2 separate regions of the Mus musculus genome follow, and region 2 is linked to region 1. A link is a contact called in public HiChIP or PLAC-seq data. All regions are on one chromosome and are shown on one strand. The core of a region is the stretch at or near the end of the contact, and the rest is flanking DNA. Distances in the headings are between cores, read along the strand shown.

What was found. HiChIP or PLAC-seq counts read pairs in DNA pulled down with a chosen protein or histone mark.
Region 2: an H3K4me3 HiChIP or PLAC-seq map of embryonic stem cells shows a contact between it and region 1, with 14 read pairs. The contact joins the promoter of Tgfbrap1 here to the promoter of Pou3f3 in region 1. A contact is called at or near these places in 1 of 39 promoter capture datasets (pre-B cells), 4 of 484 Hi-C or Micro-C datasets (LSK cells, embryonic stem cells and pro-B cells), 6 of 115 datasets of contacts at active chromatin or transcription factors (bone marrow-derived macrophages, embryonic stem cells, large pre-B cells and 1 more) and 1 of 9 other capture datasets (embryonic stem cells).

What each region holds. Positions count from the first base shown.
Region 1 is chr1:42,693,948-42,698,315 of GRCm38.p6, reverse strand. It overlaps Pou3f3 (POU domain, class 3, transcription factor 3), which reads right to left and starts at 2,548. Exons shown (of 1, transcript NM_008900.3): 1 at 1-2,548. The coding sequence starts at 1,170. Pantr1 (POU domain, class 3, transcription factor 3 adjacent noncoding transcript 1) reads left to right here and starts at 3,491. Exons shown (of 4, transcript NR_027826.2): 1 at 3,491-3,569. All of the region lies in intron 1 of Gm46091 (predicted gene, 46091), which reads right to left.
Region 2 is chr1:43,089,545-43,093,777 of GRCm38.p6, reverse strand. It overlaps Tgfbrap1 (transforming growth factor, beta receptor associated protein 1), which reads left to right and starts at 1,292. Exons shown (of 12, transcript NM_001357299.1): 1 at 1,292-1,397. 8430432A02Rik (a long non-coding RNA gene) reads right to left here and starts at 1,498. Exons shown (of 2, transcript XR_003947575.1): 1 at 1,493-1,498; 2 at 1-1,415.

The sequences.
Region 1 (4,368 bases), core at 1,299-3,798:
ACTGCCAGTGCTCGAGTCAGCCTCCTCCAGCCACTTGTTCAGTAGCGGCTTGAGCTTGCACATGTTCTTGAAACTGAGCTGCAGGGCCTCGAAGCGGCAGATAGTGGTCTGCGAGAACACGTTGCCATAGAGCGTACCCAGAGCCAGCCCCACGTCCGCCTGGGTGAAACCCAGCTTGATGCGCCGCTGTTTGAACTGCTTAGCGAACTGCTCCAGGTCGTCAGACGTCGGCGTGTCCTCGTCCGAGTGAGGGTCGTGGCTGTTGAGCCCTGGCCCCGCGCCGCCGCCGCCGTGATGCGGGGGTCCCTGCGCGTGGTGCGGGTGCGGCGGGTGCGGGTGCGCGTGGTGGTGATGGTGGTGATGATGCTCCGCCAACTCGGGCGTGTCCCCGCGCACTAGCCCGGGGTGAACCAGGCTCTGGGCTCCACCGCCCGCTCCACCGCCGCCACCGCCGGGCCCCGGGGGCGCGCTCAGCATGCCGTTCACCGTGAAGCCTCCGGGCTGCGAGTACAGCAGACTCTGCGGCGGCGGCTGCTGGCCACCCGCCATGGACGGGAGGTGAGCGGCAGCGGCGGCGGCTGCGGCGGCAGCGGCGGCGGCGGCTGCGGCCCCCCAGCCCCCAGGGTGTCCTTGGTGAGGGGGCGGCGGCGGGGGCCCGAGGTGCGGCGGTCCGCGGTGATGCAGCGCGGTACCGGCGTGCAGGTCTTCGCGTCCAGCGCCTCCCTTCACGTCGGGGCCCTGAGGCGGCGGCGGCGGCGGCTGTGGCGGCTGCTGGGGGCTGCCGGCCATGCCCACCGCACTGCCCGACCACGGTGAGCTGGCTTCCACGGCAGCGGCGGCAGCAGCGGCGGCAGCGGCGGCAGCGTGGGGCAGGGCGGTGACCCACTGGTGCGCGTGGCTCAGCATATGGCCGCCGTTGCTGGCGGCCATGGCCCCCTGCATGAAGTCGCTCTGGACCATCTTGACCGAGGACGGGTCCCCCCGGTAGGCGCCCGAGGTCACGGCGGCGCTTCCCGGCTGCATGCCGCCGCCGCCGCCCCCCGCCCCGCCGCCGCCGCCGCCGCCGCCCCCTCCGCCGCCGCCCGCCCCGGCCGCGTCCGAGTGCACAATGGAGCCGGCCGTGAGCAGGCTGTTCCCCGGCAGGTAGGGGTTAGAAGCCGCCGTGGCCATGCCGCTCCGCTCCCGCCACCCCACCGCCGCCACCACCGCCGCCGCCGCAGCAGCAGCCGCGGCCGCAGCCGCCGCCGCCGCCGCCGCGCCCCCCCCGCCTCCCGCCTCCTCCCCCCCCGCTCCTCCTCCCCCGCCCCGGGTCCCCGCCGGCCCCGCCGCCTTCTCCGCCGCCTCCTCCTCCGCCGCCTCCGCCCCCGCCGCCGCCGCCGCGGCCCGGGGCTGCAGCTGCAAGGCCGCTTGGCAGGGCGCGGGGGTCGCCGGCTAGCCTCGGTCAGCAGCAGCCGCCGCTGCAGCAGGAGCAGCGCCCTGGGGAGGGGGGATCGCTTCTCCGGGCGAGCTCCGTGGCCAGCCCCTTCAGGGGGGGTCGTGGTCTCCCCCCTGGCCGGGAGCGATCGGCTGGCTCCAGCGAGGCTCGCCCACTGGGGCGGGGACCCGTACTTCGGGCGCTCTCTCGGGGAGCAAGGGCTCCGCGGCTCCTCCTGTCCTCGGACGAGTGCGGACTCTGGCCCGGCACAGGGCTCTGTCCACCTGCTAAGCGAAGGTTTCACGGGAGACAACAAAGGACGAAGCGGTTCCTTTCTTCCTTGGCCAAATTGTGGGTGGCCAGCAATCTGGCCGCTCCTAGTTGGTCCGCTGTCTTCCCTGATCTTCAGCAACACATCTTACTGTTTCCCCTTACTATAGTAAAACTTTTCCGGTCCTTACAGGCGTGGTGATGCTGGCGGCTCGCGTCTGCGGAGTGGGGCGGCTGGCTCCTGTTCTGCCCCCCTGGTTCGCTTCTTTCAAGTTTTGTTTTGTCCTAGGAAAACTTCTTGCGATGGTGCATTTCTCTGAAGTTGTTATTGCCGGAGCTCTTGGACGTCTCTGAAACAAGAGTCCCTTTTCATGTTCCTCGCGACACTCACAGTCTGGTGCGACATCTTTCCTTTTGGGTAGAAATTAGGAAACAAATATAACAAGGCAAAAATTGAACAGGAAAAAAAAATGTCGAATTGTTCTGTTACCTTGTTGCTGAAGGTTGGGGTTGATGTTTTATTTTTTCCCCGGCAGTTGTCTGGAGAAGGAGGAGGAAGAAGAGTGCATTGGTGGAGGTGGAGATGTGTGTGTGCATACAGGGAATCCTTGATACACAACCAACTCCTGTGGGCACGTTGTACCGCTCCTAGAGTACCCGACGGCGGGCGCGGGAGCAGGCGTGCCGGGGCAGAGTTGCAGCCGGAGCTAGCTCTGCGCCCGGATTCTCTCTCTTTCTCTCTGTCTCACTTTCCCTCTCTCTCTCACTCTCTCTCTCCCTCTCTCCTTCTCTCGAGCGCCCGCTCCCGCTAGGATCTGACAGTTCGCTCTCCGTCCCTCCCTCTCAGAGCAGGGACTGTCGAATGTTTACCCTCCGCCGCAAGCGCGCACCCACCACCACACTTTCCCAAATACAAGGAAGTCGAGCACCAGGGCCCCTGCTGATTGGCTACCCGCTGGGTGATTGGCAAGCCTGGAATGACTGGCTTAGGACGCCTGGCCCCCCTTCCGGCCGTTCCGATTGGTTGCTTTTTAATTTAGGCAGAGCGTCGTAGAAGCTGGAAATCTGTTGTCCCCCCCCCCCCGCCCCATCCTCCCTCCTCCGCGCCACTTTCCCCTCCACGCCCCTCCCCCTCCGCCCCCTTCGTCGTCCCCCCCCCTCGCTCCACCCCTCCGCCACATCTTAACTCTTAGTGTCCAGCCCAAACGTCTGCGTTCCCTTGGCGGCTCCCTGTGTTCGCGATTGGTCTGGGGGGGTTGGGAGAGAAATGGAAGAGAAAAGGAGGGGGCGGGTAGAAGGGGGACCAGGAGGAAAATGAAGAGGGGAAAAAAATCTTGAAAAATAGCAGTCTACCCATTCTACCTAGACTGCGTTGTGTCGCACCCCCACCCCACGCGAGAGATTTGTAAAGCGCGCGCCGCGGATGTACGTTCAAGCTAATACCTATAGACAGATGTGTCCCCACTGGTTTCAAAGTTTCCTCTTCCCTTCACGCGCGGGCCCCCATCTCTGTCCTGCAGGAGGTGGGAAAGGAAGGCTTGCCTCGCGCAGAGCTCCTGTGGCCAAGCTTCTTGGAAATCCGCCACTGCAACTTTGTGCAGCCGCGGCGCGCCGGCGGCGACCCTCTTTGTTTAAGTTCTCGGATGCCATCATCTGGGAAACCTGCAGCCCTGTACCAGCGCGGGGCCCGCGCGTGCGAGTCCGACCGCTTGCTGCGGCTGCTCGCTCTCCAACCCCCCCTCCCTCCTTTCCTCCCTCCCACCCACCCTCCTCTGGGATTCTTGCAAGTATCGTGCGTGCCCTTGTGAGTTTGGAGGGTGCCGGTCAACGAAGCCACGCGAGGTATTTGAAAGGCAATCAGCCCGACCGTCCCCCTAGATTCATCGTAAGTGTATTCGATCCCAATGCCTTTAGAATGCAGTGTCTGCCTCAGCTCGCCTAGAGGGCCTAGGGCTGCTAGCTGCTCACCCGCCCCCCACCCCGGTCCCCTTTACCGCTGACTCGTGTGTGTGTGTGTGTGTGTGTGTGTGTGTGTGCGTGCGTGTGTGCGCGCGTGTGAGTGTGTTCATTGGTGGGGTTTTCACTCGCTTGCTATTCTTGGGCATGGGGACGCTTTATTTTCCTCTTTCTTTGGGTCTCAGGTTTTGCGAGGTGGCTGTGACCGCTGTCGACAAGTGCTTTCTCAGCCGCAACCCAGCTGAAAGAGTTAAGGGGCCCGGGAGGAGGAGTGCGCCCGGTAGGCGGGAGAAGAGGGGGTGGTGTGGTGTGTGTGTGTTGGGGGGGGGGGGGACGACGCGGCCAAGCGGAAACGCCGCACAGAGGAACCTCAGCGAACCAAGAAAAAAGAGAAAGTGGCAACGAAAACAAGGACAAATTAAATCCTCCTTGGGGATTTCCAATGAACTAACCCAATTCGGACATTCAATAAATACACGACTCTTAATGAGTGTGCGTGTGCTTGCACCCCGCACCCTCAGCTGCAGGGCACCGGACCGCAATCTGCAGTTTCTAGTCCAAGCAGCAGCCGAGAACGTAACCCGGCGGTCGGTGTGCTCCGAATATAAAGAACTGGCCTGCCTTCTCCCCGATGCATAATTTCTCTAGAGGGCTCACTTCTGTGAACTCAGTTACAGAGGGAGCTCTCCAGCTCAGCAGCAGCCTCGCAGCCTCTGCGTGATCTCGAG
Region 2 (4,233 bases), core at 43-2,542, 400 kb before region 1:
TTAGTTAGCTTATGAAGATACCCAAGCATGTTTCACAGTCTAGGCATGACCTAAAGGGGGCTGTTATTTGTGATGTAGATGAATCAATATGTCCCAAGAACAGATATTTCAACAATAGAGCTTGCTATTTTAAAAATTCTGTGGTAAGCCCCGTTATAAAGAAAATAATTGTTTTTGATTTACCTCGTTTTTGATAGTATTTATCTCCACTCCTGGATCATCTAGAGTGGAATGTAAAAGTTGTCCCATAAACTATTTAATCATTAGGACTTAATTTTATGTTACAAACACATTTCGAGTTCTTGCTCTGACACTTACTAGTGTAAGATTCAGGATAAGTCATTTACGTCTTTTTGCCTCAGTAAAATTCGGGAATTGAGGTGTGTACCTGGTAAGGATACGACAAGGTAGAAAACAGAACTGAACTTGGGTTCTATAATCAGAAGAGGTCCCCTTCATAGCTGGCTTTTCTAGGTCCCTACCCCTACACGCCTTCCTCCTTTGAAACAAAGCTACAGAATAGTATCTCTTATCCAACCTCTGGGGACAGGGTCAGCGGCCGGGATGGTAGGGTACCCTAAAGCCACCTCTTTAGCAGTTTCTCAAGTCAAAGGGAATAACTGAAGAAACCTGGCCTTTTTTGTGCACTGGCAGCACTGATGACTCTGGAAGAGCTTCCTAACTCTTCATCGGGAAACTTGAGTTTTGATTCTATAAGGAAGGAGGATTCTAGGATTCTTCTTTATGGCTTGACACAAGGGAGTGGCCATTGATGGACTGCCCTCAAAGAAGTGAGTGGAACTGCCCTGGGACTCCCAGCGCAGAAGGGATAGCCTGCACATATGCACCTCCCCTCCGGGACTAGCTTTCCTTCTGCCAGGACTAGCAGTAGGCCTAGGAACCGGAGGGCCGTTCCCCCGACCCCCTTTGGCACACTGAAGTCCAGCAAGCATCCCCTGCCCGCAAGTCGGGGCCCGGCTGTGAGTCCGTCTACTGGTCGGTCCGGGAGGCGTTTCTCCGAGCTTCCACCTGACCAACGCAGCTGTGCAGTAGCCAACATGGAGTGGACGGTCGAGAAGACAAGGCGGCGCTTCCTTCGCGCTTCCCAGGCGGGCGGCGGAGACGCTCCCCTCCCGAGGGCTGCGGTCCCGGTCTGCGCCGCCTGCGCACTCGCCAGCGCGCGCTCGCCCGCCTTCCCGACCCCCGGGCCCTGACGCGGAGCCTCCCAGCGGCGCGCGGCGGCCTGGGCACCGGCGAGCGCCCGCCCTCCGCCGGCGCCGGGCGGCGGCCCACGTGACGGGAAGCGGCTGCGGCGGGGCCGGCAGCCCAGGAGCCGCGGCCGGAGCGGGCGGCGGTGCCCCAGGCCGCGGGCGGCGCGGGACGGCTGCGCTACGCGGGTGAGAAGCGAGGGGCGGCTTGTTGGAGCGGCGGGTGCGCGATCGGCTTTGACGGGCGCCCGCGCAGGTGCAGCGGAGCGGGAGCGGGCGGGTGCCTGCATGACTGGGCCAGGTGTGCCGCTGGGGGCCGGCGTGCAGGCTTTGGGGAGCCAGGGGTGGTCACCGGTGCTGGGTCACTGTGTACGCTGTGGTCTGGGGGTGTGTCAGTGTAAGGAAGGGGAGAATCCGAGAGACCTCGTCCTTGAACTTGAGTTTTTGGGGAGAGGGATCGGGAAGGATCGTGCCGGTGTGCCTCCACCCTTCAGGTGGAAGGGTTGGGGTGCGTGATGTAATTGAAGTTTGCTGAGGTCTGTGGATTAGGAGTTGAAATTGGGGTCAGACTTGGGTCTGAACTGAGAGACTAGGAGATTAGATAGGGGAGTGTTGGTCGGGGACGAGGAGGTTCCCTTCCTTTATGAGGGCTGTCCAAGTTGCCTCCTGGTGTTGCTTCTGTCAAAGGGTGGTTGGTTGAGTCTGACAGGTCGCTGCTCTTGGGGATACAACTTGGATGCAGAAGTGGAGTTCACACAGTGCTTTTTAGTTGAGGCCTGTAGTCTGAGCAGATACGATTGAGCACTCAGGAGCTTCGGGTAGGGCGAGTTGGGTCAGGAGGGCAAGTAGGCAACATTGATATTAAAGTGGTGGCAAGGGAAGACACGGAGGAGTGTGGGAGGAGGGCAAGGCTGCTCTGCGAGGGGTCGTACCTGCTACTAACAGGAGATTGCTGGGCAGAGAGTGGCTGGTGTGGTGCCTGCTGCACCCTCACGCCGGTGATCATGATTCTTTCTTGGTCAGCAAAGCTGAGGACTCACAGCTCCAGGGTCCAGGAAGAGACATTTGGACAGCTGCTTCCTTTTCTTTTTCCTCTCATTTCTGCTAACCAAGCAACTGTCACTCTGGTGTGTAGTAAAAGGCAGTGCTTGACCAGAATCCCCAAGACCCAGCTCACAACGCCTTTCTCAGACCTTGGTTCCCCATACTCCATGGCCGTGATGAGGGTGAGGCTGTGAGTTTAAATCCCACTCTGGTCATTTCCTAACAGTGACCTTTGGATGCCACTTTCCTGATCAAAACAAGGCTAATAGCTGGATGTACCTGCATTTAGGAGATAGAGGTAGAAGGACAGGGAATTCAGGACCACCCATGACTACGTATTTGAGACCAGCCTACGTTACTCGAGGCCCTGCCTCATCTGCCCTATTCACCAAGTAGGGCTAATTTTACAAAAGGTGTGTGGATTCTCATAAGAAAATATTCATGGGAAGCATCTATCTCAAGACCTGACACTTAACAGAAATACAGTAAGTGATTGTTCACTAATAAAAATGAGAGTGTTAAGGCCACTCTTCGACTCTGAAAATTCATAGTTCAGTGACCTGAGCCACCGTTGACCCCATGGAGGTCTTACTGTGGAGTTAGGCTGTGGATTCTGGATTTCAGTTCACTGTGCATGGCAAGGTGTGCATGTTCAGCTCATCGGTAAGACTCGGCACAACTCCTGGCCTTATTTTCTCTGCTCTCCTTCCTCCTGTCATATCTGAGTTGAAGTCTTCTGGCCCTAAAGTTGGGGACAGAGCTTTTGCAGCCTGCACGGCCAATTCAGCTTTGGCCTAAACTGTCTAGAGACAAAGGTTGGTACTGTGCTCCACTGGCAGCTTCTTCTAGCTGTAGAACTGTAAAAGGCCTGGAGCTTGCTCTTTAAAAAGCAACAGGGGGCCATGGGAATGTAGCTCAGTGGGCAGATTGCCAGCCTAGCATGACTGAAGACATCAGGTGTATCTCCAGTCTGCATAAAGCCAGGTGTAGAGGCTATAATTCCTCCACTTGGGAAGAGAAGCAAAGGGATGTGAAATTCAAGGTCTTCTTTAGCTACATAGCAAGTTAGAAGGGAGCCTGGGCTACATGAGACCCTGGTTGGTTTTTGTTTGTTTGTTTGTTTGTTTGTTTTCTTAATCTTGCCCAAGAGAGTAGGGGCCCAGCACAAGTGCACATGAAAGGTTTTCAGAACAATACATGTATTTTCTAGACCTGAATTGCAATTAACATTTCTGTGTTTTTTTAAACAATTATTAACAGCCTTTATTATTAATGCTAAGATTTTGATCCTTTATAAAACCAGGGCAGTCTCACTGAATGAGTTAAGCATCTTGTCTTGGTCAGGATCCAGTCCTTGTTAGAAAGACATTAAAGTCATCATTTGTTGCAGCCAGGTGTTTGGGTTTTGCAGAATAATTGGCTCGGATCTTGCAACTCATCTCCTCTGTGGCAATCCCAACCTGTTTTACTATTTTGAAAAATATATGACTACAAAATGAATGCAAAACTAACAACTCAGTCTGGGGCTACCCCACATAAGGCTGAGTGCTTCTTGCCTTAAAATTCCCTTAGAGGCAGGTGGATTTCTGAGTTCAAGGCCAGCCTGGTCTACAGAGTGAGTTCCAGGACAGCCAGGGATATATAGAGAAATCCTGTCTCGAAAAAACAAAACAAAACAAAACAAAAAAAAAATTCCCTTAGAAGCCTTCATGAAGATTTGAGATCAAGACTGTTTTCTTCATAGTCAGGTAGCTGCTGTAGAATAAATTAAAAATTCAACAAAAGTGACATGAATAGCCTGACATCTCCTAGGCATGTGATAATTCTTTGTTAGTGTCTGAAGGTTCTGTGTTGAGCACTCTGTTAGGTGGTAAGTGCTGAGAGACCCCTATTACCACCCCACTCCTTTCCAGTACCTCTCACTCCTTGTGCCTTCAGTTATAACCATTGATGTAACTCATTTAGGATGTATATGATATCC